Linked DNA regions of Mus musculus: region 1 is linked to region 2. Evidence: chromatin contacts called from public HiChIP or PLAC-seq data. All regions are on one chromosome and are shown on one strand. The core of a region is the stretch at or near the end of the contact, and the rest is flanking DNA. Distances in the headings are between cores, read along the strand shown. Region 1 overlaps Arhgef26 (Rho guanine nucleotide exchange factor (GEF) 26). Region 2 holds the start of Arhgef26 (Rho guanine nucleotide exchange factor (GEF) 26).

Region 1 (5,985 bases), core at 1,065-3,564, 42 kb after region 2:
TCATGCTGTCAACACTGCTTGGAGAAAACTTGGAAAAGGATATGGGTTTATGGAATATCTTTGCAAACTTTCTGTAAATTAAGAAGTATTCCCCAAATGAAGTTCACTTAAAAAGATAAAAAAAAAAAAAAAAAAAGGCAGGGCAATAGGACTTTATAACTTGGAAATTAAATCAGTACAGCTTAATATTTTTGCTTTTCTTGCTTTGCTTGTTTTTGAGACACGGTCTTACTGTGGAGCCCTGTCTTTCCTAAAACTCGCTATGTAGACCAGGCTAGCATCAAACTCACAGACATCCATCCTCTGTTTTTGCCTCCGCAGTGCTAAGATCACACAAATGCACTGCCACTGCCTGGCTTTGCTTGTTCTTCTAATAGTCTGAACATGTCACGTTACCTCACGATATGCATCTTAGTATGTGTCCATGCACATGCTTTGACATACGAGTAAATTAATTTGGCACAGACACACCAGTCTCCTTGTCTTATTCAAGTGGCATGGAACAAAGGAGCAATATGGGTGCATAATAACAACATTCTTAAGTTGAAAAAGGTTGAAGAATATAGCATAGCATTTGAGGGGACCCAGAGGTGAAATTAACAGATGCAGAACATCTCATTTTTCCCCACAGTTTTCAAAGATAATAAAACATGATAGAAAGCTTGGGTTTTTCCTTAACTCAATTTCTTTATTCCACAGAGAGAAGTTGAATTGCATGTTGCTGTGTGTTCTTCAATCTCCATTTTAAAATCATGAGTTCCATATGCATATATATACACTAAACGTTGTACTACTTATTTTTCACACTCAGTATATTTGGGGGTTTTTCTGTGAAGATCATTTTTGGGTTTTTTTTTTGGTATTGTTTTTGTTTTTTGTTTGACACAGATTTTCTCTGTGTAGCTCTGGCTGTCCTAGAATTCACTTTGTAGATTAGGTGGCCCTGAACTAACAGAAATCCATTGCCTTTGCTTCCCAAGTGCTGAGATTAAAGGCACGCCCAACCACCCCCTTGCCTATGGAGGTCATTCTTTAAGTCTCTGTATGGCGTCCATCTCTTCGGATTACTTAGATTCACTAAGCAATTGCAGAGAGGAGGACTTTTTTTTTTTTAATATTGGGGAATAAATGATACTTCTCTTTCCTTATATATTCAAGAATTTCTCCAAAGTTTGAAGTCTAATGAAAATAAAAAAATCCAACTTTTAAATCTTATGCGTTTGAATTTTGTCTGTTTCTGTTGAATTCTAAGTGTCTGATGGGATGCTTCAGTCTCACACTCGTACCTCCTGTCTCTTCGTCAGGCTAACCCTTGCTTGCTCTGCCGTAGTCAGTGCCTCTTCAGTTACACAGTCAACCATTGTCACCATAAACTCTCCCACAGAGGAGTGAGCACTTGCCTTTGCGTGTGATCTCTGCTGTGGCGTTCAATACATCTTTTGTCTGTCTTTGTATTTTGGGTGTGAGTGTTGAAAATATTTGAAGTCATTCCAAAGCCCCAAATACATTAAGCATCTATTACCATTAGTTTTGTTCAGGAATGGAGAATTTTCTTTAGTTTCTTTTTCTTTTTCTGTGTATTTATTTATTTATTTACTTTTTATTTCTTAGGGACAGTTTTGTTGATTGTATAATCTTATACAAGGTCCAAGCTAACTCTTAGTGCTCCTACTCTTTAAAATGAAAAATTTTAAATCGTTTTTAAAAAATAATTTTCTAAAAAAAGAAAAAGAAAAAAATTTTAAAAATGCAAATTTTAAAATAAAACTTTTAAGTAGTTATGTCCATTATTCCCTTAGCTGAGGTTAGACCAGCATTTTAAGGTCAAGGCCTCCAAAACCTTACAGATATTAAAAAGGGCAGCAAATGTTGACATTAGCTCTGCTAACTTGATGTAGGAGATACATTCCGTTGTGCAGCAGCTGGGAATCCACCTGCCTGTGTCTGTCCTCCTCCCACCTAGCTGCTTTCCTCTGTGCTCTTGGGGCAGGGGCTTGAAGGAAACAAGACCTAGAGGTCAAGGTACCCGGCTTGGAAGAATGTTTACACATAACACTCCACCCCACATACGGAGAAATTCCTCAAGCATTCCCCTTAGTAAAGAATCTAAGTCTGACTTTGTTGAAGTGGTAGATGAATTCTTTATACAGGGCGTTGGTGTCTCTAGATGTAGCCTGGCATTTCATCATCCATAGTTATCAGAAACCTGTGTCTGTCACCAAGAGTCTCTGCCGAGGGTGCCTTGCTCCCCCTCGAGACACTGGGGAGGGTAGAAGGGTGGTTTGTTGAACAGATGAAATTGCTTTCAGTTGTATGAGTTATATAAAGGAATTCCTGTGGCTGCTGAGAACCTTCTCGGGGTAGGTGCAGGCATGCCACACAGTATTTGCTGCTGTCGACTGCAAATTAGTCATATTAAGACACACAGAGAGATGGAGCAGGAGAGGGGAGCGAGGGGACAGTTGTGAGTAGATGATCGTAAATTCTCATTCTCCCTGAAGCAGTGCACTTTAAAGGCAGGGCTGGAGGAGATGACCCCAAAGGTTAATTAGTGTCACAGTGAGATTTTATGACATGCCCTATTTCCTTCCATAGATTGTACCCTGTGGCAAAGGCATGACCTCAGGACCTGGTAGAAAGTCATCCTGACTCTTCCACTTCTCCTTATGTGCAGATGGTTACAGTCCTCAGTTTGGGTACACATGCCTTCTCTGAAGACGGTAGTTTGGTCATGAAGTTCCCATGCCATTCCTGTAGACAACAGTGGAGCCTGTGTTTAGTTCTTCAGTTGAAATGATTATTGACATAATTTATTTTTTTCTTTCCCAGGCAATTTTTGAAGTCATATCATCAGAGCATTCTTATTTACTCAGCTTGGAGATCTTGATACGGATGTTTAAAAACTCTAAGGAACTGACTGATACAATGACTAAGACCGAGAGGCATCACCTTTTCTCCAACATTACCGATGTCTGGGAGGCCAGCAAAAAGTAAGTGGTCCTCAGTGTTCCTGTGGCCAGTCTGGGGCAGCACATACCAGGCCACACCTGTGTCCTCTGCCAGTGGGGTCTGGAAGTCTCTGGACCACCCAACTGGCTGATGTCCTTATATCTTGAAGTCAATTTTAAGATGTGTCTCGAGTGGCCCATTTAGATAGTCAGCATCTGCCCTTGCTACTTGTCTCAGCAGGGAGCTACCTCAGGTCTGTTTCTCTGCATCTGTTTCTCCCTTCTCTTCTGTTTACAGGAGCAGGCAGAAGCCTGTTCTGGGCGAGAGAGGCTTGTTCTTTGGATGCAGTCTTTGGGTAGACTCTAACAGAGTGTTTCATTGCTTTGCTTTTGCGTCTTCCCACAAGAGGTTGCTATCTTTTGTGATACTTTTGCATACATTCAAAAGCAGATTTGCTTCTTTTCATTTAAATATTTTCAGGTATACACAGATGAAATTTTACTGATAGTAGTGTTTAGTAAGGAAAAACATTTCCTTTTTTCTTTATAGTTTTATTCTATGTGGTTTTTTATGTGTGTATAGGTGTGTGTGTGTAATAGGTTCATTTATTCGAAAACAAAGACATCACAAAAACTTATATGGTAAGGATTCCCTTTGTGTACTGCTTGCTGGCCACCTGAAAAGCATCTAGAGCAAACGGTCCTTCCTTCTTATGTACGTATCCTACAAAATAGATGATGATTTATATAAGAAAACAAACTTTTTCTCATTTTTGATCAATGGTAATATTGTAGAAAATGATTCTTCTCTATCCCCCCCCCCTTTAAGCTAAGTTTTACAAGCCATTACATGTCTATACTTAAAAGTCTCTCCCTTTTAAAAAGAATACTTTTTCATTGCAAAATATTTATCAAAGTCACCAGATCATGAGTTCTGCAGCCGTTCTCAGAGTGGGTGCAGAACATAGTGGGTGCTGATCCCTCTTAGATCTGTCAGGTCAGTAAGGACTGCGGAATGCTCTTTCTCTAGTCCAGTGTGCCTTGTTCATGCAGTAAGGTACAGTTCTCTCGAAGGGAAATGGACATGTGCCTGTCAGTGTACCCAGTGATGGCCTTGCTTTGTTGTTGATGTCCAAGTTTTTCTAGTTTTAGTCTTAGTAACCTCTGGCCTTCTTGCTATGTAGTATTTCAAGATCAGTTTTATAATTCTTGCTCTAGATCTAGAGTCAGCTGAAGAGCCTTAGTAGCATTTGATATTTTGAAAGAATTCAGGAGGTGGTCATTGCTGGATGGTTTTTTTGACCTTCAGTAGATAACCAAACACCAAAAAGTCCAAATTCACATCACACCTATAGAATAAGGTGTGTGTGTGTGTGTGTGTGTGTGTGTGTGTGTGGTCTATACATAGTCTAAGCCCGTCAAAATACATGCACTAATTGTGCAATTTTAATATGTGAGTTTAAGCTCTGTAAAGCTTACATAGTTTTACCAAACCAAGAAGCCCATCTTCTCAACCACGCTGCTCCCTCCTTGTATACTCAAATTTTTAAAAATGCTGAGTTTTATCCCATTTATTTTGGGGGTAGGGATGCGGTGTGGGTCAGAGGATAACCTACAGGAATAAGTTTTCTTTCACCATGTCAGTTCTGGGAATTGAACTCATGTTGTCAAAGTTTGTGGCAAGTGCCCTTAGCTGTTGAGCTGTCTTATTACTCTCCTCTCAAAAGTTACTGTTTATCTTTGTCTTTAATATAAGTTTGTGTGTACATATGTATACATACATATATTGTATTGCTTCCCTTAGATACTACAGGCATATCTCTTACACTTTTCTCAACCTTTCTTTTTTCACATAATGAGATAGTTAGAGATTGTTCCCTAGTCATTTATGAAGACAGTCATTCTTATTTCTGGCTGCATGACTCTCCATTGAGAGGCTGAGTCCCGGCTCTTTGATGCAGTCCTCTACTTATGGACATAGACTTTTATTCATTCTCCCTATTTGAGAGTTGTGCTTTGTGTATGTGACTTGTGTCTTAGTTATTTTATCTTTGGAAAATATTTGTAGAGGAATTACAGTATCAAAGGGTAAACATTTAGAAACTTTTGTAATGTATTGCAAAATTCCCCACAAAATATTTGAAGCACCTTGTATTCTCATTAAGAATAGAAAAGCCCTGGCATCTCTACAACTTTTCCAGAGGTCTGTCTTATAAGCAGATGGTTTATCTCAATATAGTTTCAGTATTTCTTCATTTTTTTTTTTAAATTAAAGCATTCTAGATCATACCCTAGTTCAACTGATATTAAATTAATGGTGGTTTATTTAGCACAGTAAGTAGACTATTCTAAATAATTAACATAGAACATTGAAGCCTTAGGGTACTAACCATGGCATTAGCTTATACTCTTGTGTTGCTTAACAGCCAGGATAAGATCTCAGAAATCCATCACTGGGAGGGAGTTTTGTCACTGTGAAAATGCCTAAGACTGAGTGCACTTGCTCAAACCTAGACTGTTAGCCTGCTACACACCTAAGTGAAATATACATGTAGAAGATGCTAACTGTTTCTCTTACAGCCACAATGAACAAAACAGAATTAAAGAAGCATAAGAGAAAATAAGACACAGGAAATATGTAATACAAGAAGTTCCTACCAGTGTAACAAGGAATAAATATGGCTGCATGAACTTTTCTTCTTTAAGTGTGCATATTATTAGTTAAAGATAAAAGGATACTCATGGTTCATGGTGTTACCACTGTCAAAGGTTTACACTTTTCTGCTCCTGTACTGCTGGCAGCAATGTATGTTTGTTTACATCAGCGTCACCATACACACACGAGCACAGCATGGTTCTGCGACCACATGGCCACTATGAAGTGGTTAGGCACTAGAAAAGGTTTAGTGATCCACTGCTGACCAAAAAGTCACACCGTACTCAACAACTCAGTCTTGTGAGTAACTTGAAACACGCAGCACGTCAACCAATTAAAAACATTTGGGAGTCAAAGTTTCCTGAAAGACTTTTAAATTCA
Region 2 (5,893 bases), core at 1,128-3,627:
GTAGAGGTGGGGGGAGTGGCAATGACTGGAATGAAAATAAACAAAATAAAATTAAAAGAAATAAATAACTTAAATAAATTCTACAAAATAGAATTAAATGGGCTATTCTGTATAGCTAAAATATAGTAAAATTTTAGATTTGTGTTAAATAAATCCACTGAACTAGAAAATGTAAAAAAAAAAAAAAGGAGAAATATTGTACTATTGGTGCTCTTTTTTAGGGGAAAACCATGCATATTAGTAGCTGTGTGAAAACAAAAGTATTCTAAAGCAATAGTATAAACCTCAACCAATTCACTCTGCTTATATTTTACACTTTGTATATGTGCACAAAAGAAAAAATTTTGACTAAGCTAATCTAAAAAATATCTTTTCAGTAAGTATAAAGAATTCCTTATGATGCTGCATTGTGTCATATTTTAATTAACTAGCTTTGCAATTCATATATTGTAGTTACGGTTTCTATTACTGTGACAAAATCCTATGCCAAAAAAGCTAGTTGGGGAGGAAAAGGTTTATTTGGCTTATACTTCCATGTCACTGTTCATCACCAAGGGAAGCCAGGACAACAACTCAAACAGGGCAGTGTCCTGGAGTCAGGAGCTGATGCAGATGCAGAGGCTGCGGAGGGGTGCTGCTTCCCAGAACCACCAGTTCCAGGATGGCATTGCCCACAATGGGCTGGGCCTTCCCCCATCAATCATGAAGAAAATGCCTTTCTGCTGGACCTTACAGAGGCCTTTTCTCAATTAAGGTTCTCTCCATTCAGATAACTCTAGGTTGTATATTAAAGATGATATAAGACTAGCCAGCACAGCAACCAACTGACTACGCCTTAGATTTGAAAATATATAATAGATTAAATGGAGGCTAAAATACACAGTCTGTGTGCTTGCCAATTTTCCTTAGTTTGTTGTTTCGATGCTGTTTGGGGAGTAGGCTGTTGCTCAGGACGGAGGTGAGCAGACTGTGACTTCTTCATCACAAGTCACCACAGCTCAAGAACCCATGTGACCTACAGGGACATTAACTTCTCAGGCCATTCTCGAAGTCTTTAAACTTTGATCACAGACTGCACTCTGATCCACGTTAAACCTGCCACTTATAAATCTCCACAACTTTCTGAAGTTAAATTTATTATATAAAACTAATATTATTGATATGAAAATCCCCTACAGCAAGGCTCCATAGATGAACATAGAATCCACTTATTTCCGTATGAAATTGTTAGTAAATCTTCTCAAAAATGATTTCGATATACATTTTGATTCCATTTGTTCGAGTTCAAAAAAGTTTCTGAGATCAAAGACCTTCACTGTGTCACTTTGGTAATTATAGAAAAACATAAAGAACCACCCTTCCTTTTGCCACCCAAAGCAGAAAGAAGCATGGCTTTAAACAGTGGGCACTCACATGAACTTTGAACACTTGGAGCCTGCCCTGTGTCTTGCTAACAACCAATTCTACAGATCTCATCAACCAAAATCATGTCTTCTCAGGTCGTACATACCTGGAATTTCACCAAGACATAGCCAACTTGGCAACCAACATCTAAAAGATATCACTGGCCCAGTTCATTTCTCTTATTCATCTACTTCCAAACTCCACAGATATTTATCACTTACTGTGTGCATGAGTCACAAATATAACCCCTGCCCTCTTCAAAACTACAATGCAAAGGCAGAATAGATTAAGCACTAATACACAGACATATAACTAAGCATTCAGATTTACAAATTTCGGTTAATGTGAAAAAGAAAGAGATCAGGTGGTTGGGGAAATCGGGGGTAATTCCAATGAAGTGACAAACCAGAAGGCCAAGAAATAAACTTGAAGGCTCTAAGACTGTGGACTTGGCTTGACTAGATAAAGCTAGTGAAAAAAGACTAGATTGAAGGGGTAGGCCCAGCCTCTTAATCTCTAATAAGGATTTGGAATTTACTTCTTGTTCGATATTTTATTCTACATACAGATTTTCAATTTATATTGTACACAACTACACACTAATAAATATTTTGTATTTTGTTTACTTTTACTGTGTGACTTTCAAACATACAGGGCACAAAGATTAGGACATTAGGACATGTAGAGTCATAGTCCACCTGGCCTCTCAGTCTCCTCTGAGTGCATACAAGCAAATCTGTCTGTAGTCCACACATTATTGCAAGCAGATGAGTGAGAGCCCGGAGTGAGGTTCAGTTTGACGCCCACAAGTGGCCCAGTGAAGTGTCGCAGCAGCACCAAGCTCCGAAGTGTTTCACCCTTCCAACCTTCCCCTCCAGGTCTAGGGATGATCAAGAAGCCCTTTCTCTGCTCTCACGACCATTCCCACGCAGTGTTCAGATCTGCGACCGCGCCCTCCAGCTGGCCCGTAGGGCGGCCGCCCGCGCTCCTGCATTCTTGCACTCAGGGTCTGGACAGGCAGCTCAGGTGTGCGCGTCCCGTTTACAATCACTGAGCGCACTCCGGGAAGGCAGGGGCGGGAACTCCTGGGCGCCTCGGTGCGAGCTTCCCCGGCGTGCTGGGGCGGGGCGTAGCGCGGGGGCGGGGCCGGCGCCGCGGGCCTCTGCTGTCCCAGGCTGAGCGGTTGTCTCCGCGCTTTAGTAAGGACCCAGGCCACCCTCGGGGACAGGGAGTACTCCTTGGTCTGTGCCCCGGAAGGGTGAGCGCGCTGGAGACCGCATACCGGGGACCGGGTGGACTGGCGCGGGGCGGGCGGCTAGATGGAGACGCGGGGGAGCGTCCCACGGCGAGCTGTCCCAGCCAGCTGAACTCTTTCCAAGGGTCCTGCGGTGGCGGCGAGCTCTCTAGGTGCCGGCGGGCTTGGGGGGCGGGAAGGACGCAGAGGAGACGGGATTCATCTGATCAACTGCGGCTCGGATCTCAGTCCTCGGTCGGGAAGCTTGGCGGGAGACGCTGTGCCCGAGAAAGGGCGGGTAAGTGCGGCGCTGCCGAGTCCCGCGCGACACCCGTGTGACCGCCGGGCTGGAACCCGGTTAGGCTCCCAGACAAGACTAGTTGTCCGGAGGCAAAGTTCCTTTCTCTTAGGCAACCTGAGCAGCTTTCCTCCTCTCGGGGCTGGCTCAAAGGCCCCGCTATGGACGGCGAAAGCGAGGTGGATTTTTCCAGCAACGGCGTCACCCCTTTGTGGCGGAGACGGTCCACCCCTCCGCTCCAGTTGCTCAGCCGGAGCAAGCCGCGGCCACAGTCGTACCAGAGCCCCAGCGGGCTGCTGATCACCGACTTCCCTGTGGAGGAGCTGGCTGCCCTTCCCACGCCGCAGACTCCGGTCCGCGTACCCGCCGACCCGGACGACAGGACGGTGTCCAGGAGCCCCCAGCTTCTGAGCGCGCATCGGAGGCCGGTGACCAATGGTCGCACGGTGTCCCCGGACTACAGAGCTGCTTCTCCTCGACTCCGACGGCCCAAGTCACCCCTGGTTTCTTACGCGGCGTCGGGCGGCTCCCCGAAGTCCACTTCTAATGGCACCGTGGCCTCGCCCGCGGCGCTGTTGTCGCGCGCCTCCCGGACTCCGGACACCCCGGCCTCTTGCGCCACCGATGAGGACTGCACCGGGGTGACTGCCAGTAAGGTATCTTCGCCCATTGCCAATGGCCTTGCCCATAAAACCGACTCATCTGGCCCAGTATCACAAACTGGTCAGCCAGCTGGGGACTTGGAGCTGGCCCCCTCGAGACTCTCTCCTGCTCTCCCACACAAGTCTTCAGAACAAAAACTGCCACTCCAAAGGCTGCCCTCCCAAGGGAATGAGCTCCCAAACCCTTCCGTGGTTTTGAGTACCAACAGCCCGGCGGCCCTCAAGATGGGAAAGCAGCAGATTATCCCAAAAAGCCTTGCCTCTGAAATTAAACTGAGTAAATCCAATAGTCAGAACGTGGAGTCCCATAGGAGGCTTCTCAAGGTGCGCAGCATGGTGGAGGGACTGGGAGCACCCTTGGGCCACGAAGGGGAGGAAGGCGAAGTCGACAACGACATGGACAGTCCCGGCTCCCTTCGGCGAGGCTTGAGGTCCACGTCTTACAGAAGGGCAGTGGTCAGCGGCTTTGATTTTGACAGTCCCACCAGCTCAAAGAAGAAGAACAGAATGTCCCAGCCTGTCCTGAAGGCCGTAATGGAAGACAAGGAGAAGTTCTCTAGCCTGGGAAGGATAAAGGTAGGACTGGGCAGGCTCACATGCCATTCATTAAATCCAGTGTGAACGTGTTGGGAAAGAATTGAATGCTCATGGCACATGAATTTAATTCATCTACCCAAATCATGGAACAGTGCATTGCTTTCTATTTATTTGAGTCACCATGTCCCATGTTTGTGTTTTATTATTATTAATCAATGAATGTTTTTGACAAACTAATAGCTTAGAACTTGTGTGAGGGTGTGAGGTATTGTGCCCTGATATGGGCCTAGCAGTTGTCCTTACTCAATATTCTTGTTTTCTACCGTTGATCTAAAGGAAAAGGGACAATCAGAGTGGAATGTTTTGGAGTAGATCTAAGCAATAGAGCAGTCACATTCCCCCCCACTTTTTTTTCCTTGATTAATCAGACGACTGGAATCAGTCTATAGAAATGTCACACATGCAATACACAAGCAAGCCTGTTTTATTTTAGACATACAGTCTTAAAGGAAAGACATTACATAACACTTTTATGTGCCCCTCCCCCCAGCTGTCAGGGAGAGTCAGTCACCAGGAGAGTGAATCACAGTGAAATGAGTGGGACCACTGGTCATTTGAGGATTCTTTCTCTAGTTTAACGGGGACACTCTACACTTTATTTTATTGTTGTGGTTAACTGCCATGGGGATTCTTGGCCATGTGCTTTTGGAAGTCTGAGGGAAATAGCAGAAAGGGGCTTTTGACTTAAAATAGCTGTACTTACTTGGCTTATTCACACACATTTTCTCTCCATTTTGTTTTTCTCTTAGAAAAAAATACTGAAAGGACAAGGAACATTTGATGGGGAAGGTAAGCATTTAATTTTCCAGACTTTTATTGCAGCTTCAATATGGTACATCAATTATAAGTTGAAACCTAACTGCAGTAACAAGGATACTTGGGATGAAAAAAAAAACAAGGATGCCCAACTTTATCTTGGATTATCCAGCACAGAGCTGTGTTCACCCAGCTAACCTTGTTTATCCATGGGGGCATGTTTATAAGCTGCTAACCTTTTTCAGTTTACATCTAGAGAGATTTCATTTCTTTAGCCTGACTCCCTCCCCACCTGTTTCACAATGTGGGTGTGGAGCAAGCTCTAGCTCCTCTCTCAGGCTCTTTGAGACTGAAGCTTGGATCCTGTGGTATTTCCTTTGGCCACTTTTTTTTTTCTTTCTTAATATTCTTTTTGCAGTATTTCCACATTTGAGTTTCATTTCTGACTTCCTGTTTTCCTGCTAATAAGCTTCACCTTTGGGGGAAAGGCAGGTATTCTGGAGGAATAAAAAAAAAAAAAAAACATAATCTTAGGAATTTTTATCCTGTGTATTATTTGTTGTTGAGAATTTCAAAAACAAAAGCAGCTTCAGCCAGGTGTTCACATGCTAATCAGATTAGTGGGCTCTGTAAATAGATAGGTCAAGGGGCCAACTGGGGGGTGGAGGGAGCAGAGCGACCGGTCCCAGCTGCAGCCCGGAAACTCCTGGGGACTTGAGTAGACTTACTTTCTTCATTGCTTTGAAATGCTGAGAGTTTCCATCCTTTAATGAATAATGAAGGAAAGTACACCCTTCCATAAGAAAAGCTAATAGAAAATCATGCAGATGTAAAATACACAATTTGGATGACTGTAAAATAGTTCCTGCGTAACTACAAATGAGCTATTTATCAAGTCGTTGTAGAAAGTAATTGTCAGTTGGAGAAGAAACCCAGATATGG

What was found. HiChIP or PLAC-seq counts read pairs in DNA pulled down with a chosen protein or histone mark.
Region 1: an H3K4me3 HiChIP or PLAC-seq map of neural tube shows a contact between it and region 2, with 2.9 times the contacts expected there. The contact joins the enhancer-like site here to the promoter of Arhgef26 in region 2. A contact is called at or near these places in 5 of 484 Hi-C or Micro-C datasets (the C2C12 cell line, embryonic stem cells, epidermal suprabasal cells and 2 more), 4 of 115 datasets of contacts at active chromatin or transcription factors (embryonic stem cells, neural tube and stem cell-derived neural progenitor cells) and 3 of 9 other capture datasets (adipose tissue, liver and pancreatic islet).

What each region holds. Positions count from the first base shown.
Region 1 is chr3:62,378,002-62,383,986 of GRCm38.p6, forward strand. It overlaps Arhgef26 (Rho guanine nucleotide exchange factor (GEF) 26), which reads left to right. Exons shown (of 14, transcript NM_001081295.1): 5 at 2,830-2,990. Among named protein-coding and RNA genes, the nearest start is that of Gm33923, 32 kb to the left of the region's middle. Within about 2 kb of position 2,315, at least 10 of the 459 cell types and tissues checked have an H3K27ac peak or open chromatin away from gene starts, as enhancers often do. A contact at or near this core is called in neural tube, where this site is marked.
Region 2 is chr3:62,336,400-62,342,292 of GRCm38.p6, forward strand. Arhgef26 (Rho guanine nucleotide exchange factor (GEF) 26) reads left to right here and starts at 2,378. Exons shown (of 14, transcript NM_001081295.1): 1 at 2,378-4,174; 2 at 4,945-4,984. The coding sequence starts at 3,098. Gm33923 (a long non-coding RNA gene) reads right to left here. Exons shown (of 3, transcript XR_375701.3): 3 at 4,619-5,448.